Linked DNA regions of Oryctolagus cuniculus: region 1 is linked to region 2. A link is a contact called in public Micro-C data. All regions are on one chromosome and are shown on one strand. The core of a region is the stretch at or near the end of the contact, and the rest is flanking DNA. Distances in the headings are between cores, read along the strand shown. Region 1 holds the start of MEIS1 (Meis homeobox 1). Region 2 has its middle 220 kb from the start of C1D.

Region 1 (3,546 bases), core at 533-3,032, 1.5 Mb after region 2:
GGCAGCCCCCCGGCCCCAGCCCCGGCGTCCTGCGCGGAGTGAGAGCCAGGGAGGGAACAATGAGCCGGGCGCCGGGAATGTGCCCCCAGCGCCTGTTTACAAACACCGAGCTATTTATGATCGCCGGAAAGCGAAACCCGACGCGGGCTCGGGGCAGCCCGGACCTCGCGGGCGGAGCTGCGGCCCGGGCGCCGCGGGGAGGGCCGCTTTTCCTCAGACCCGCTGCGGGCGCGGCGCGACGGGGCCGGCGCGCTCGGCTCCGGCTGCGGCCGCCGCCGCCTTTGTCTTCGAGGCGCCGAGGGGCTCCGGCCTCGGCCTCGCGCGGGCCTGGAGGGGCCCCGCGCCCCCAGCTCTCTCCCCGGCGACGCCCTGCTCCTTTGCTGACCACACTTTCCTGTCCCCCCACCACCACCCACCCCACACACTCGGTTCGGCGAAAACTCCCAGTGCCTGAGGAAAAGGATCCACTTCGGGAGCCGAGGTTTGCAGACAAAAGCTGCCGGTACCCAAACTCGGAGGCTCGGCGCCTCTGGCTTTAACTTTCCCCCTGCGAATACCTATTCTCTGGGCTTAGTCATTTCCCCCCTTCTCTTTATTGTGGCACTCTGAGGTGGCCCTTTACAGTGCTATGTAATGGTGTTATTTTCGAGTTTGCTGCCCGCCGGGCTCCGGTCTGCTGAGAGGGCTTGGCCGCAGCAGCTCGACCGGCGCCGGGAAGCCTCCCATCCCCGAGCGGGGCTCGCAGCTCGCTCGGCTCCGAGAGGAACCCCCGCCCCCACCCCCCAGCCGAAGCCTCGCCGAAAACTCCCCCTGCGGTCGGCTGGAAAATGAACTCACCCAAATCTCGGTGGGCAGCCGTGGCGAAGGGCTCGGCCAATCAGGAGGCGCCCCCGCCCAGGCGGCCGCGCATTGGCTGCGGGGAAAATCAATTATCAAATAATCGATCAGCAGGGAGCTTCGATCTGCCGGGAATGCAAACCGCCAGCCCCGATTCCCGCCCCGAAGGTGGCCAAAAGGCTGACTCCCTCGAAGCGGCGGGCGCACGCGCCCCTCACCCCCACCCCCGTCCTGCGGCCCGGGCCGCGGCCCCAGCCCTGGCCCCTAAAGGGGCGCAGGGGTGGGGGGCAGAGTTTTCAGCCAGAGCGAGGGGGCTCCGTTCTGGCGGAGACGGTTTGGAAAAGGTTAGGCGCTCGGAGGTGTGCAGCAGCCAACTCTTAGGCGCCAAGTAGCAGGGAAGATGCGACCCGAGTTTCCGTGGAGTGGGCTTGCGACAGCGGGCACCAGGGCGAGCGTCGGACCCGGGGTCCCGACCGGGTCCCCGCCGCGCGCGGAGCCTCCCCGAGGCGATTCCTGTGGCTTCCTAAAGCCTCCGCACGGGTCGGCGCCGGCTGAGCCGCCCCGAGAGGGCAGCGTTTCCAGCAGGCCGAGCCGACGAGCCCCGCAGCCTCCCCCAGCCCCCCGCCCCAGTCCGCTCCCGGTGTGCGCCTGGAAGACAGGGCTGGCGCGGTCCACCCAGAACCGCTCTCTCCTCCGAAGAGCCACGGCTGCTTTCCGTCGGTTCCAAACGTCCTCGGGATCCCTCATCTCTTGACTCGCCCCCCCATCCCCCTCAGACACACGCCTTTTCTTCTTTTGTCTGGCACACTCAAGTTTTAGGATCTCTTACTTTTTACGTCGCATACGTGTGTAGTTTCCTGGCACAAACTCCCCGACGCCTCACTCGGAAAGGGAAGGCAGGCCCCGGAGTCAAAGCCTGGGGGTCGGGGGGTGAGGGGCAGCCAGGTGGATGACCGGCGCCTGTGAGCCCACGCCTGACCCCTGCTCTCCCCACCCTCGCGGCATGAACTTGGAAGCAAATTTCAGGCCAATTTCAGGGTCTCGGGGAGGCGATTTCTGTCTTCTTCCTGGGGAGTGGCGCTGGCTGGGCCAGGCAGCACAAGCCTTTCCCAAGTATGGAGAGGACCGGGCCGGCCCGCAGCCCGCCGGCCTTCCCCACCACCTGAGCGCCTTCGACGGCTGCCTGCGGGGCCGTGCGCGCCGTCTCCGCACCCGCGCTCCTGGGAGCGGGAGGGGGACCCGAGGGGGACAGGGGAGGGCGTCGAACCAAAGCCTGACGTGGGCACGGCTTCGCTCACGGCCCTTATGTGAACTGCGAGGGAGATTGTGTAATTTAACTGAGGGAAATTTACTGCGAAATACACTTAGACGACCATGATCTTTACCAGCCCTTAGGGGTTCTCAGCAGACTTAGGTAACCCGGCCGGGCGTTCCCTCCGCTCAACCCTCCACGTTTTCACATTAGGAAAAGGGCAGTTTGTTAATATACGGAATATACTTTTTTAACAACAGGATTGGCTTCGTGTTATTGCTTTCCAGCAAATAATATCTTTTGTTTTCAGCAGAGATTAAAAACGAAAAAAATTCAAGTAAATCACTCTTTTCCAACAACCGGAGCCTTCAAAATAGTAGGCAGACTTGGGTGCAAACCATGGTATGCCAGGTCACCTTAAAAATGTTCTTTAAATGTCGTACACACAGATTTTTCTTACAGAATGGAACAGTTTGAGTTTGTGAGCTTAAAATAAACTTACTGGTTGTGAAAAGTGTCTTCTTCCCCACTATCCATTTGTAACTGTGAACCCAATGCTACTTCTAGGCCTTTGTACAATTAATTCTAGACAATCAAGGGGCTGAAACACTTTTACAATGTAATTACAGTAGTACAAATTGTTTGCCCAAACCTCATTCTGGATAAGGATTTTACAATTAGCAAACAGTTATTACAGTTGGGGCTTGCCGGGAGAAATTGCATGGAGGGTGTCTAGAGTTTTAACATAGGAGCCATAAAAGTTAAAAAAAAAAAAAAAAAGGGATACCTCCTTCAACAGGGTAACAATGAATCATCTATTAAAAGGAATAAGTGAAGGGCCAAGTCCTAGGTGTCAGTGAGAGCGGATGAGACGTTCCTGCTTGCTATGTGACAGCACCTATCCTAAGCATGGATCGTACACTTTCTTTTCTAGGCAAGTGAACTTTATTCTGCAGCATCTTGACTTGGTGAAGGCCCTTCCATTCTCTGCTCCTCCTTCACCTCCTCGGGCACCTTCCACAGATAGAGAAGGAGTACTAAAAAGAGGCGTTCTGGGCCCTTGGTCTCTGCTGTTTCTCCCCTCCCAAGGGAGGCATTTGAGGCCAGCGGAGCTCCTCTGGGCTGCTGGCCTCCTCTGGGGGTAAACTCCCCTTGTACCTTTCTGTTCTATAAGGAGCCGTGCCTTTGGGAAGGCCTATATCCTGAATTAGGCTTTTGTCCCAAAACTTCACACTGATGAGTCAGTTCCAAAGCCCTGTGAAATTAAAGAGGCACCTCTTAAGGTAAAATGTGTGTGTATTTGCCAGCCCAGAATAAACAAAAGCCTGTTAATCAATCGAGTTTGGCAGCTGTGTTCACAGAATGATAAGAGTTTATCATCTGCCACCTAACTTCAAGATGCCTTTTAAAATGTTGTGATTGCTTTTTAGGTTATCCTGTGGTGTGGAGGCTTGGGG
Region 2 (3,545 bases), core at 995-3,494:
TTTATGGGTGGGTTTGGTGGTCATGGGTCTGATCTGAATGTGTTTATCAAGGGCAGCTGTTGCTACCGTTTAAATTAATTCAGAAAGTAGGATGGGATCTCCTGCCCTGATCACATCACTATAGATTCTTTGCCAACAACCAGTGTTGTCTGCCTTTGAAATCAGGGAAGACTTGCTGGGAGAATACATGAGGCTGTAAGAGCTTTGGAGCCGGCACCGCAGCTCACTAGGCTAATCCTCCGCCTAGCGGCGCCGCACACCAGGTTCTAGTCCCGGTCGGGGCGCCAGATTCTGTCCCAGTTGCCCCTCTTCCAGGCCAGCTCTCTGCTGTGGCCCGGGAGTGCAGTGGAGGATGGCCCAAGTGCTTGGGCCCTGCACCCGCATGGGAGACCAGGAAAAGTGCCTGGCTCCTGGCTTCGGATCAGCGTGGTGCGCTGGCTGTAGCGCACCGGCCACGGCGGCCACTGGAGGGTGAACCAACGGCAAAGGAAGACCTTTCTCTCTGTCTCTCTCTCTCACTGTCCACTCTGCCTGTCAAAAAAAAAAAAAAAAAAAAAAAAAAAAAGCAAAAAGCATTGGAGCCCAAGACAGACTTTTTCTTCCAGTTTTATTGCTTATGTAGGTGTTTCTCTTGGGGCACATTTGTTGTTTGCTTGACTGATTTCCCACTGTATAATAGAAATAAGGACAATTCACACAGATATGTGAGCTATAACAAATTAACATAAATTTCAAGGCTTTCAGAAAATTAACACTTTCAATCACAGTTTTCTTAGATAAAAAATTATTGAGCATTGCAAAGAATAAATGATATACCTTCTAAAAAAATCCAGGTTTGCAGAAGGTGTCATGAACTTATTTCCTTATCTGACTAATAAAAAGTCAGGTTACCAATGCAAGAAAACAAACCAACAAAGGAAGAAGGCAAGAAATTAAAGTGGTAATACTGTCAAATATTAGGATGTTTTCAGTAGTTTGTCTAAATGCTATGGCGAGTTTGGTGGCCTGGCCACGTTTCGGGCCGCATATTTTTTACATAATCCATTTATTTCACGTATTCCGCCAAACTCATATTGCTCACGAGGTGTGTTGATTATGTGGGTGAGGCTGCTGCTATGGCAGGGAATAAGTAAATATCTGCTGTCTAATGAACTGAAAACAATTTTGCAAGAGTGTTCTGGTAGAAGGAATTTTTTCTCTTCGAGTAACTTGGAGTTAAACACACAAAGGGTATGGCCAGGAGAAGAAAGGAGTTTGCAGAGAAAAAATATGTCCTTACCTTTGAAATTTTTCTTGACACATGTGACCTGAACCCACATTGAAGACTTTACTTCCTTTTTTTCTGAGAGTTTAAATAAAGGAAACTTTAAACATTAAAAAAAAAAAAAGAATATCGCAGGGAAGTGAGTATTGTAGGGTTAGTATTGTTTTTTAAACTTTCTTTTCAGGAGATTCAGGTTTATGAATGGAATTACTGTACTGAAGAAAAAAATCAACTCATCTGGCATAAATCACCAGTGCTACAGGCTCAAAATTTTCCCGTCATTATTTTTACAGCCTTGTTATTATACAATAGATCGAATGTCTGAAGCAACACTGTCCAATAGAAGTAGGTTATCGAGTCTGTGATGTATGCACAATTTTTTCTAGCGGCCACCTTAAAAAACACAGTAAAATGGATTGGAATATATTCTATTTAATAGAATACAGCTCAAATATTGTCATTTGAACATATGACCAAAGTGAAAAATCAGCCAGCTATTTCATATTCTTTTATAGCATGCCTCAATCTGAGCTGGCCACAATTTGATTGGTCAAAAGCCACAAATGGCTGGAGCCCCAGTATTGGACAGCATGAGGCTAGAGGGGCACACATGGTATCTGACTTACTTTCATTTCCTGCTTAACAATCCAGTACCTAAGGAACTGTTGACCATGAGCTTTCAGAATGTTATTGTCTCATAAGACATTCTGGGAGCGGAGCTGTTCAGCTTTAAAGAGGAAGCATGCCAAAGTGGCTGGAGAGACCTGGGTTTTTTGAATAGGAGGGGAAATGGTCCTGGATTAAGCACCCCATGGGTTCCATGTTTTCTTTCTAAAGACAGAAAGGTTCAAGACATCCATTTTTTTAACCTGTAGGGGGAGCTCTTGTCCCTTCACTCAACAATCCGCGGCTTGGTTCTCAGAGGCCGGCAGTTTGGAGCTCTTTCACCTGGGTCTGTGGAGAGTTTGTTTCTGGCTCCCAACCAGCAGTGCTTTCGCAATCTCCACACGTTACGGCTGCTGAGATGCTAGGACACCAGCCGGGTGGCGGCTTGAGTCTTGTGATTCCCAGGCAATCTAGCGAAATGATAAACAAAAGTCTTTTGTGCAATATTAATAAGCTTTAAGCACTCCCCAGCCAAGCCCCTTGTCATCCCAGTAAGTCATGTGTATCAAAAGCCCTTATATGTGAAAGTTTGTTTTCATATCTGGCCAGTGTTGAATGGGAGCCCCCTTTGCCATGTTGTAAAACAAACATTTGTTTATTTTGTGAACAGTGCTGGCAGTAGGATACAGGAACCAGGGTCTCAATGGAAAGACCCCTTTCCAAGGAGGCGCCTTTGAAAACATTTCTGCTGGACCATTCCAACTGTCAACTGATCTTGAGTTCTGTTTACATTAAGACAATCACAGTGTTTCCTAAATAAATAAGTTAGAGGCACCCGTGGGCCTTAATGAAACCCCGTAAATGGGCTGGGGGTGGGTGGGGGGGAAGGGTTTTTGTGCCCTGTGGAAAACAATGGCTAGTTCATCTTGCCATGTATCTGAGGCTGTGTTTTTAAGACAGAAGGGGGCCTTTGTGTTAATTACACTGATAGAACTCCCCTGGCAGAACTTCTCTTGGAATGCTGGGACAAAAGATGTGACATTTCATCCGTGTGAATGCCACGCTGCCAAACAGGCATTTTCTAAAGCCGAGAAGTACTGGTCAGCCTCCTGCTTGACTGGCTAGTCTCTCCTGGTGTGTGTGGAGAAAACAAATCCAAGCTGTTAAGACCCAACCATCTGCTGCTGGGGGGTAGGGGTGGGGGTGGGGGTGGGGGTGGAGTCTGGCTTTTTCCTTCTTTGCTTCGGGGTTTCCAGGAGTCCATTTTGGTGTCTGAAGTATCCAGGTTGTCTTCAGGCAGATGGTGGAGAACAGAGGAGGGTGTGCTGATCCTGGGGTTTGGGTTTTGGTGGATTTGCCTGGAAGCAGAATTTCAGCCTATTGCTATGAGTTAATGTTCTGAGCGAAGGGCATGTTACATGTGAGGGATGAAGGCTGAAGACCAGGGACCAGCGGGCCTCAGTGCTCCCAAGTTAAAAAAAATTATGAATACTGTATATACATTCAGTCTTTAAAGTAGAGACTCCATCATAGAAGTATTTTTACTTATATGGGTTCCTTATTTGTTTTGTTCCATAGAAACATATTTGAATATGGGTTTAATTATAACGTTTATATAGTTGCATAGCTTGCTTTTTTTGGGGTTGGCATTTTTTCCTGTACATTTTCTCCAACT

The links. A called contact is a pair of places that touch in the nucleus more often than the background predicts.
Region 1: a Micro-C map of ear pinna shows a contact between it and region 2, with 6 times the contacts expected there. The contact joins the promoter of MEIS1 here to the enhancer-like site in region 2. A contact is called at or near these places in 3 of 6 Hi-C or Micro-C datasets (ear pinna, embryonic fibroblasts and skin fibroblasts).

The regions. Positions count from the first base shown.
Region 1 is chr2:136,231,447-136,234,992 of mOryCun1.1, forward strand. It overlaps MEIS1 (Meis homeobox 1), which reads right to left and starts at 1,783. Exons shown (of 12, transcript XM_051837800.2): 1 at 1,667-1,783.
Region 2 is chr2:134,767,392-134,770,936 of mOryCun1.1, forward strand. No RefSeq gene overlaps it. Among named protein-coding and RNA genes, the nearest start is that of C1D, 220 kb to the left of the region's middle. Within about 2 kb of position 2,245, at least 2 of the 8 cell types and tissues checked have an H3K27ac peak or open chromatin away from gene starts, as enhancers often do. A contact at or near this core is called in ear pinna, where this site is marked.